2 separate regions of the Oryctolagus cuniculus genome follow, and region 2 is linked to region 1. A link is a contact called in public Hi-C data. All regions are on one chromosome and are shown on one strand. Each heading gives the region's core, a stretch centred on a gene start, on an enhancer-like site or on the middle of the called end of the contact. The rest is flanking DNA. Distances are from core to core; before and after follow the strand shown. Region 1 overlaps NECTIN1 (nectin cell adhesion molecule 1). Region 2 holds the start of NECTIN1 (nectin cell adhesion molecule 1).

Region 1 (5,132 bases), core at 1,869-4,368:
CCCAGGTCCCCGTTTGTTTACTGCCTTAAAGGGGCCTGCACCTGCTCCCCAGGAGGTGGGAGGAGGAGCCCCGCCCTGCTGCACTGTTAACCTGCCTGCTCCCTCTTCAGGTCTCCCGGATGTGAACCATCTCTCCCTCTGCACCTGCCTTCTGCTCCACCCCTCCCACACCCCCCGCTGACCCCTGCACCCAAGGGATCGGCACACGCGTACTGAGCATCTGTCTGGCTAGTCACAGGATACAAGCATCTCACAGCCTAGCTGGGAACCGAATGCCACTCTGAGGCACAGAGCCGTGGGAGATGTCAAGGGAAAAAGCAGAGAAACGCTCGGGAGTGCAGCAGAACGAGAGCTCCGGGGCTTGGAGTTAGGAACTCTCCTTGGAGGAGGCTGGACTTGGCCCAGCCTTGAGGGATGCTAGGGACCTGCAGAGGCCAAGGGGATAAGGACGGCACCAGGGTGGGAGCTGCCTCTTCTCCTGACACAGGGTTCCTGGGTCCCCGGCTGCCCTCGCCCAGGGCTCTGTCTCTGGCTGCCTCGCTGGGCTCTCTCTCTGCTCCATCGGGCTCCCTGGAGGCTCCACCCGTGGATCTTCCACCCTGACTCTGCTTCCTTTCCTGGTGGCAGACTGATCTGCTTCATTTATTACCTTTATCCTGATGGCTGTCGCCCAGCTCTGGGACTTTAACTCCAAAGGCCTCTCGGATGCCATCTCCCCAACTGTGGCCCACAGAACCTCCAACCACTTGCTCAGAGGGTTAGCAAAAGCACTGGGCTCAAGCACTCGGGGAAACGGCTTGGGCAAAGCATGAGTCCCCCAGCTTCTCCTGCATGTGGGATGCAGTGTTTCTCCACTTACCAGAGCAGGAGCCCTGCCCTTCACCCCTGCCCGCCAGGGCCGTCTGGCAGGGACACACACGTTTGAAAGAGAGCCCTCTAGTACATCCTCATGTGGATTTCTCACCTCCAACCCAAAACCCGTCTCTCCCACCTGGTTCGCCATCTTCCCTCCCACACTTCTCCCTTCAGCCTAAGCCCCCGAGTTCTCCAGTGCCACCACCACTGGGGACTCCCAGCTCAGAATCTCATTCATCTTTGACACCTCCTCCTTCCCCTCCTGGGCCAAAGTCTGCGGTCACGGTCACATCTCACTGACTCTCCCCCATTCTGCATCTACCTCGTGATGCCGGGGTTGACTGCAGGTCCCTGGACCTGTCACCTTCCTGGTCACCCCACCCACAGCCCCCAGGTTAATTTTCTTTTCTCAAAGACCAGCAAGGAATGCCCGACTGCGTGCCGGGCAGGACAGCCTGGCCTGCAAAGCTTCTGCCAGGCAGCTTCGCCTTGGGTCTGGCCAGCACGCCTTCTGTGCTGTGCTCCTTGCCCAAATCCGTTTCTCGGTGCAAACCTTTGCTCACGGCACTCGCGCCAGGCCCGCGTTCTGCTGGCTTCTGTTGCAGGCGTCTCCTGCCCTTTCCTCTTGTATTTTCATGTCCTAGTGGTCTGCACCTCTCATTCTGGTTTGAACAATGGCTGATTCCACTCCATTAATCACACACTGATTTTGCCGGTCTAAATGGCAACTAAATGCAAATTAGGATTTAGCACGATGGGCTCTGGTCCTTCGGCCAGTTTTCAAACAAACAGCTTGAGTTCTTCTCTCCTGTAGGCATGAGGCCAGGGGTTGGGGGATGGCAGCCTCACGCAGATCTTGGGCTGACACGTTGCTGAGGGGGGCAGGTGTGCACCACGTAAGTCCCACTGTAGCTACTTCCGTACTGTTTCCAACAGCAGGGACCCAAAGGAAGATGCCACTCTCCTGCACCCTACTTGCCTGGGTGGCCTGCTGTGACCCCCCACAGGCATCTGGGCGGGGTTTATTGTTTCACGAGAGCGGCTGGGGTCCCAGACTAGTTTGTGAATCAGAATTAGGGAGCAGCACCCTTCCCTGCTTGGAACCCTGCAGTGCTCCTGTTCACACACAGCGAACGCCCAGAGTGCTCTGCGGGCCCTGCACTCGGTCCCCACTGCCGATGTCACCTCTCCCTGGCGGCCCTCTTCTCCGAGGTGTTCCTGTGGCTCACTCCCTCGCCTGCTTCAGGGCCTGGCTCCCACACTCGCACCGTCACAAGCTCCTGTGTCCCTGGGATGCTGTTGCCTCTGTTGCTTTCTCCACCTCCCCTTCGCCGTGACTACGCAAGCCCTGCAAGGACGGGTACGAGGGCTGCTCCGCGCACCGACGCATCCCAAGCACCCAGCTTGCCCCGCGTGTGGCCATGGAAGAATAAACTCTCCAGTAGCCAGCTGTGCTTCAGGGGTGAGCCTTGCCCCAGGCAGGGCCGTTGTGCAGCAGACACGCAACCGGGGACCTCACTGCACTGCTGTGCGGGACAGGAGCACAGCAGCGGCTTGGGGCGGGGCTTATACTGGGTTTCTTTCACCTCAGGCCCTCTGGTGATTCCCCACCCCCCAAGTCCCAAGGAGGGTTACTCTTCTCTGGGCATCTTTTGGCTACTCGGGCAGCAGAAGACTTTGGCATGGAGATGCTGAGCAGGAGGCCGAAGAAGCAGGTGCAGGAACCCAGCTCACTCGCAGGCACAGGGGCTGTGGTGTGGAGTGGAGCATCCTCCCCTCTGTCTCCAGCTGTCAGGGTCAGCCAGTAGCCCCTGTCTGTGCCAGCAGCGCAGCTGCAGCTGGGGGCCCTAAGGGCTCCCTCACGCCCTCGGAGAGGGGGCGGCCACACCCCTTTCCTGAAGGCTCCCTTCTGGGGTCTCAGCCTGGCTGGCGTGGTAGAGCTGCAGGGACTCCGCATTCCTTTGGGGCCCTGAATGACCTGGGTGGCTGGTGGGGATGAGGAGGCTGGATGGCTCTCAGGTGGCATGAGGGGTGAGGGTTTACAGCCTGGATCTAGGCTCTGGGAGGTCTGGGGTCAGAGACAATAGGGACCGGGCTGGCTTCCAAAGCCCTTGCCTGGCGCTTCCTCGGGCCGGAAGATCAGGGCGGGAAGCCGTGTGAGAACTACACCTCCCAGCACGCAGTGCGGCCGGCCGCAGGGCGGGTGGCGCTCCTGTCCCCTGCAGCTGCAGCAGCTGTGCCTCTTGTCAGGCCAGCAGGCAGGGCCTGGGTGAGCTGGAGGAGGACGGGTCCTCCCGGAGGCCGGGCCACAGCTGCGCTCTCGCGCTCTTAGCCGCGCGGCCATTTGTCAGCCTGCGGGAGGGCACGTCTGGCTCCGGCTCAGCCCTGAGGACTCCTGTGTGCACGCTCGGCAAGCAGGCAGACAGCAGCTCCTGGGAACGCACACGGAGGTGCATACCCACACTCAGGCCCGGGCATGCACGCTCGCAGGCTCACACCCCCTGCCCTTCTGCGTGGACACCCACCTGGAAAGCCCACCACCTGTGGTCTGAACACCTCCCCGTCCCACAGGCAAACTGCTGCCATCACCCCCCTGGGATAGGCCTGGATCTCAGTGGAAACGCTAGTGTCTCCTTCCCTGCCCTGCCCGTGGGAGTGGCAACAGGCTAGGTTCCTGCCAGAGGCTTGGCCACTCTCTTTCTGACACCCCAGGGGTAGATGCTGCCTCATTTGGTCTCCTATAGTCTGTAAGCACCACAGCCTGGGTCCCTTCCCCTCCCTCGGGGTTCCCTCCCGAGGGAGAAGGGAGAGGTGCTTGGCTGGACCCCCCATGGCCGACAGAGAGATGGCCCAGCCCCTTCCATACCTGCCCACTGTGCTACCCCTGGAACGAGCCCCCTGCCTGGCTGCCCTGACCCCCACCACTGCTATCCACGAGTCTTTGCAGGAACCCGGCACACACACACACACACATACACACACACACTTGTCCCTATGGCGCGCCCCCAAGGGCTGGCTGCTCCTGCCCCACCCCGGCTGCTCTTCATTTCCCTGTCCAGATGTGCCCAGGGCAAAGCTATTACCCAAGTGGATGGCCAGAATGAAAAATTAAATTTCCACTTATCCCTCTCGCTCATGCATTCCCTGCAGAGCGGCAGGGCTGGGAGCCCAGGGCAGGGTGGGCACGGGCTGACGTGGGATGAAGGGTAGAGAGGTCAGCGGCTGCGAGGAAATGACTTGGAAGCACGGACAGCCTTGAAAAGGCTCAGGCCCCTGCTGAGTCCTCCGGAGCGGGGGCGGCCCCCAGAGACCCTCCCCCGGGGAGGGCCAGCCACACAGCCCCTGTGCCCGTCAAGGACTCAGTGTGTGTCATGCTTTCCTGGCTCCTGCTTAACTGCGCTGTCACCAATGCAGTCATGTTGCGTCCCTCTTCCAGCTGGAGCCCTGGGTGGCCCCGGACCATCTGTCCTCCAGGCCACACTGCTAGTGTGATGATGGCTGTGGGCAGGGTGGCACATGCTGCCACCTGGGCCTGACCACAGATCCCACGGAAGGTGCCACAACAGCCGTGTCTCCTCCCTGCTCCCTGCACTTGAAGTCACCTGCCACCCCCTCCTCCGCCACTGCTGGGGGGGCTTTGGGAGAAGAAAGACCACTCCCCTCCTGCCCTGGCCCTGCCTCTGGCTGGGCATGGCACACCGCCTGGCCTGGAAGGGCCTCTGGTCGGCCCTCTCATGCTGGGGAGCAGGGCAGGTTGCTCCTGGTTTTCTTTCTGCAGACAGCCTGAGTGGTGGAGGGGAGGCTGTGGGGGCGGTCAGTGGTCCTCCATGGGGGCGGGGGAGGGGGACGCTGGCCTGCAAGACTGCGAGAAGCCTTCAAGGAGAGGCACTTGTGGGCTGCAGACTCGGAGGCTGTGGCTCAGAGGAGTAAAGACACTTCCCAGGGGCCCGGAGCCAGGAGGAGCCAGCAGGTGGTGGACGCCCCCAGCCTGCGTCTGTGCTACCCCTGGAACGAGGCTGCCTCCCTGCGGGCGCTCAGGCACCTGTGAGGCTCCCACTGCACTTTGCTCAAACTCCAGGTGACGGAAGTGTGGTTCTGGCCCCTGTCTTCTACTTGCCAATCTGTGGGAACCCCGAAGCCTGAGCCCGAGAGGGAGGGGCTGCCTTGATTTCCCCAGGCTCCAACCCTGATACTTGTACACCCCTCCCCCCACACGCCCAACCACTCCTAGCGCCAAGGGCAAGAAGCTGAAGGAGGCAGCAAGGGACTCAGCTCTG
Region 2 (5,132 bases), core at 1,022-3,521, 54 kb after region 1:
AGGTGGCAGTGACACCTGTGAGGCCGGAATCTCGCCCTCCCCCGCAGGCAGTACCTGCTGCCCATCACACGCAGAGATCTGCGGGGTCCCCGCAGGGAGCTGAGGGGCAGAAGGGGCACAGAAGTGTCCCCAAGCCCTCAGAAGGGCAGCCAGGCCGGCCCCTCTCCACTAACTACACAAGAGTCTGCGGCACCCCGGGCGGGCGCTGGTGGCTCAACTCCCACCCCGATTTTGTCACCCCAAGGCGAGTACCACGTGCTGCAGTCAAGCCCCCACCCCCAAAACACGACACTCATCTTGCTAGGGCAGGATGTCCTCTCTGGTTTCTTCCCTGAGGATTAGGGAAGAACACACACACACCCCCTTCAGTGCCCCCAGCCACTGCCGGGAGCTCGCGGCTTCCCCGGGGACACAAAGGGTTAAACCCAGGCGAGAGGACTCGGTCGGATTTGCCTCCTAAACGCATTTTCCAGTTCATTCCCCAGCACAATGTGCCTGGGCCGGTCCTAGCCTCCGCCCCCACCCCACCCGTCAGAAAGGGCCACCGGGGCCACCCCAGGGTCCGGCGCCGGGTTAACTCCTCGGCTGCCGGCGGCCCGCACCTCGAGGAAGGACGCGCGGGGCACCCTCGGGGCCCCTGGGGAAAGTGGGTCATGCGGCCACCTGGCCCGCACGCAGCCGAGGCGCCTCCTCCGGGGAAGAGCCCCGGAACCGTGCGCGGAGTTCCGCGGAAAAGCCCAGTCCCGCGCGGTGCCCGCGGCCCCGGCCTGCGCCGCCGGGAGAGGGAACCGCAGGTGAGCGCGAAGCCGCTTCTGCCGCAGGAGCCCGCGCTGGGGCGACGCGCGGCGGGAGGGGCCCGAGCGACCCAGGGGCCCGCGAGAGAAACGAAGCCCCCCGCGCCCCTCCAACCGCGCAGCCCCGCGGCTCGGAGCCGAGCGCCTCCCCGCCGGGGCTGGGTCTCCGACCGGGGACGGCGACTAGGGCGCTTATTTTGCATTTGTGTAACATGCGGTGTTTCCAAACTGCCTCCCGGGCTGAGAACTGGTTATTAAATAAATAGAACGCGATTACATATGATTATTTTTGTGAAGAACTGCGCGGGGAAAGTGCTTTCTCGCTGCACAGAGACGTGCATCCGACTGCTCCCCTGCAGGGCAGGCTCCGGGGGCTCCCCGGCCCCTCTCCCTGCCGGGCCGCCTCCCAGCCCCTCACCCGAGCCGCGACCCAACTTTCCCGGCTCCTTTCGCTCCCTACATCCCCCCACCGCCCCCCGCCCCGGCCGTGCCCGCCATCCGCTGCCGGCGCCGCGGAGGCGCTGGATGGGGTGGGGGGCGACGGCGGCGACCGCGCTTACCTGGGAGGAAGAACGCGGTCAAGCCGAGAGCGAGTCCCCACCAGCGTCCAGCGGCGCCCGCAAGCCCCATCCGAGCCATCGGGGGCCGGGGGTCCGGCGGGGAGAGCGGCCCTCGCGCTCCAGAAAACAGCCCGGAAGACGAGGGCGGATCGCTGGCGGCCGGCGGGCGCTGCGAGGATCCAGGTCAGCAGCGGCTGTCGGCCGGGGCGGGGTGCGCTGGGTGCGATCGGCGCGGCCGCGATCCGGGCCCCGGGCCGCCGCCGGCTCAGAGGCTCGGCAGATGCCCGCCGCAAGTTGCACGAGTCATGCCCCCTTCGCCTCCTCCGCTCTCCGCCCCGCGCCGGTCCCCGCCCTCTTCTTCCACGCAGAGCCGGGCTGGGGAGAGGGACCCACCCCCGGCGCGCCCGGCTGCCCGGCTGCGCGGCGCGGGCTCCCGGCCCCCCGCGCGCTCACAGCCTCCCGCGCGGCTCCCGCCTGCAGGCGTCCATGGCCGGCCGTCCTCCGAGGGTGGCGGGACGAGCCCGGGCGGCGAGCGGGGCTGGGGCCCAGGCGGCGGCCAGCGGCCGCGGCGGCTCGGGCGGCCGGTCCGGGCGCGAGGAGGGCGAGCCGGGGTGCGGGTCCTCGCTGCCTGCGCTGTGCCGGGCGCCGGCGACCCGCGACGCTGTGGAGCTGCTCGGGCGCCGAGTGCAGCCGCGCTCGCCGCTCTCGCTCTCTTTCTCTCCTCACTCGCCGAGCCCCAGCCTCTCAGCCGCTCGCCCGTGATGTCAGCCCGAGGGGGAGGGGTTAGCGTTAACCCCCTCGCGGCTCCGAGGCGCGCCCGGGCGCGCGCGCGCGCCTCCCGGCCCGGGGCACCGGCGCTGCGGAGCGAGGGCCGCGGGGTCCCGCTCAGGCCCCCTCGCGCCCTAGATGCCCCCTCGGCCGCCTCTGACAGGGGCAGCGGGCCTCAGGGCGGGCGGCGCTCCTCGGTCGCTGACAAAGGGAGGCAGTGACCCCTAGCGGCCGGCGTCGGGGCCGAAGGCGCCGGTGGGGGTGGAGTTAAGATGGGGCGGGCGCGGAGCAGCCGCGGGGAGAACCCCGGAGCTGGCGCGGTCCGAGCTGAAAGGGCTCCCGCAGGCCCTCACTCCAGCCCTGGCCCCAGCTGACAGATGAGGAGACGAAGGCCCGAGACCGGGCCCGGGCGGGGCTGAGACTAGAACCCGGGAGCCAGGGCTCATTCCTCGCTGGAGAGGCAGCCGGAAGAAGGCGGTGGGCATTAGCGGGCGAGGTGGCGCCACCGAGGTTTCCAGTGGGGTTGCTTTTCCAAAGCCTGAAGCGCCCCCTCCCTTCTCCTAACAGAGCAGGAGACGGGGCTGTGCCCTGGGCCCGAACCTCTGCTTTGGACGAGTGGCGGGGTCCCCCCCCCCCCAGGGCAGGGACCCTCCGCCCCGTCGCGGTCACTGTCCAACACCACTGACAGGGTTTGTCCCTAAAGAGCGCCGAGCACCGCCCCCACCCCAGGACCCCAGGACCTGGTCAGACAAGGTGCCCTTTGCCCGCGCCCAGCCCTCCCCCGCGCAGGAGCAGGGGACAGTGGCCTGTTTCCCATAAAATGTGAATTCTAGATCCTGAGAGTAGAGAGCGGGAGGAGGAGGGGCAGAGACAGCCTGGCATCCCCGCTGCTTGGTGCCTGGCCCCCGAGTGTCTTGGTTTCTCCCTGAAGTAGTCAGATTCTGCCCTCAAGTGAATGGTGCCATAAAGGTTGACATGCCATAAAGGTAGCCTGTGTTTTCTTTGCACCAAAGCGCCCTGCCAGGCTTGGGGAGACTGAGCCATGGTCATTGCCAGAGAGACACTCGGTGTAGACGGGGAGAGCAGTGAATGCAGACATAGAAGCGGCAGAACAAACGCCAAACCTGCTCTGGCATGGGTTTGGTGGGTCCCAGGGGAGTGCCCTGTTGAGGCAGGGCTGGGGCTGAGCCAGGAGTCGGAGACATGGGGAGGCGGTCAGGAGACTGGCCCACTCACTCAGCTCCGCAGGGCCAGCATAAAGACAGGCAGGAAGCTGGTGAGTGGGGCCATGGCTGCTCGGTGATGACCTTGGCATGAGCCTTGAATAAAGGCGGGCCTGTGGCTCTGAGTGGTGCTGGGTAGCCACCAGGAGGGCTTTAGAATGCCCTAGGAACTCAGTGGCCGGGAACCTCCCACGCGCTTCACGGGCTGGGCTGAGCTGGATTCATGGCTGTGGCCTCCGACTCCACTTGGCATGCCATAGGAGCTAGGTCAGATGGGTCAGGGGTGATCCCAGGGGCACCAGGTCTACCCGTTCCCAACCAGTCCATCCTTGGTAAGGCTTCTTTGATGGGCTGCTCTTCAATGGGGTGCAAGACAAGGCTGCCTGCGGCTGGGGAGGGTAGAGAAGGTGCAGCCAAGTCCCACCTGCCTCCGTATCCCTGCGTTCTGCAACCTTGCATTGACAGTGGCAAAAAAAAAAAAAAAAAAAAAAAAAAAGCCTGTACCGAACACCTACAGACCTGTTCTTGTGATTTCCTAAGCAATGCAGTGTAACAACTATTTGCTGAACATGTACTTTGTATTAGGTGTTATAAGTCATCTAGAGATCATTTAAAGTACAGGTGCTCCTGGACTTGCAATGGGACTATGTCCCAATAAACCTATGGTAAAGTCAAAAGTATCCTACCTCAAGCCATTGTGATTCAGGGACCTCTTCTGATATGGGAAGGTGTGGGAATGGGCTATATGCAAACACTAGGCCTTTTTATGGGAGGAACTTGAGCACCCTTGGATGTTGGTGTCTGCGGGGGGTCTGGAGGCAATCCCCTCAGATACTGAGAGAGGAGGTAGAGTGGCTTTTTTTTATTTAAGATTTTATTTATTTATTTGAGAAGCAGTGTTACAGACAGAGAGAGGGAGACACAGAGAGTCTTCTTCCACTGGTTCACTCTCAAAACGGCCATAACAGCCACAATGGGCCGATGCGAAGCCAGGATCCGGGTGCTTCTTGCAGATCTCCCACATGGGTGCAGGAGCCCAAGCACTCGGGCCATCTTCTACTGCTTTCCCAGGCCAAAGCAGAGAGATGGATCGGAAGTGGAGCAGCCGGGACTTGAACCAGTGCTCATGTGGGATGCAGGTGTCGCAGGTCGAGGCTTAGCCCACTACGCCACAGTGCTGCCCCTCATTCCTCATCTTTAAACAAGCATGGAGGGCTGCTGGAAGAGGTGACATTTGACTGAAGCCCTGAAAGGTGGAAGGGAGAATCTCGGGTGGAAGAGACAGCTGGTTCCTAGACTGGGAGTGCATGGAGCGGTGGAGGTTTTCCTGTGTTGGAACAGCAGCCAATCCTGCTTGTTTTGCATTTGGGGAATGTGTAAGAGAAGGGGACAGCTGATGGCAAAAGGTCCCGAAGGTTTGAGCATCCAGAGAGTAGGCTCTGCTTCCTCGAGCAGAAGCCCAGGAGTCATGTCTCCTTCAGCTACCTTAGTCCAATTCACACAGCAAAAGCTGTTGATTCTGCTGCCACTAAGCATCTAAGTCTAATGACTCAGCTTCATTCCTGCTGTCACCACTCTACCCCTGCATCTGTGCTTACAGTCCCCTTGGGAGTGTAACCAGTATGCACTGAGGGGAGGGAATAAAACCTGACGGTCAAGCACACAGGACGTCTGGAGCTAGGCTCTCACAGCCCTGCTCTCCACTCAGTAGCCGTGCGTTCTCAGTTAAGCGACTTACCTTCTCTGTGCTCAGGTTCCTGATCTCTAAAGTGGGGAGCAGTAGCACC

Evidence for each region. Hi-C and Micro-C count contacts between places; a contact is called where the count stands out from the background.
Region 2: a contact with region 1 is called in a Hi-C map of an unstated tissue, with 2.3 times the contacts expected there. The contact joins the promoter of NECTIN1 here to the enhancer-like site in region 1. A contact is called at or near these places in 3 of 6 Hi-C or Micro-C datasets (ear pinna, liver and an unstated tissue).

Annotation. Positions count from the first base shown.
Region 1 is chr1:112,159,998-112,165,129 of mOryCun1.1, forward strand. All of the region lies in intron 5 of NECTIN1 (nectin cell adhesion molecule 1), which reads right to left. Among named protein-coding and RNA genes, the nearest start is that of NECTIN1, 54 kb to the right of the region's middle. Within about 2 kb of position 3,119, at least 2 of the 8 cell types and tissues checked have an H3K27ac peak or open chromatin away from gene starts, as enhancers often do.
Region 2 is chr1:112,214,453-112,219,584 of mOryCun1.1, forward strand. NECTIN1 (nectin cell adhesion molecule 1) reads right to left here and starts at 2,272. Exons shown (of 10, transcript XM_070047241.1): 1 at 1,355-2,272. The coding sequence starts at 1,433.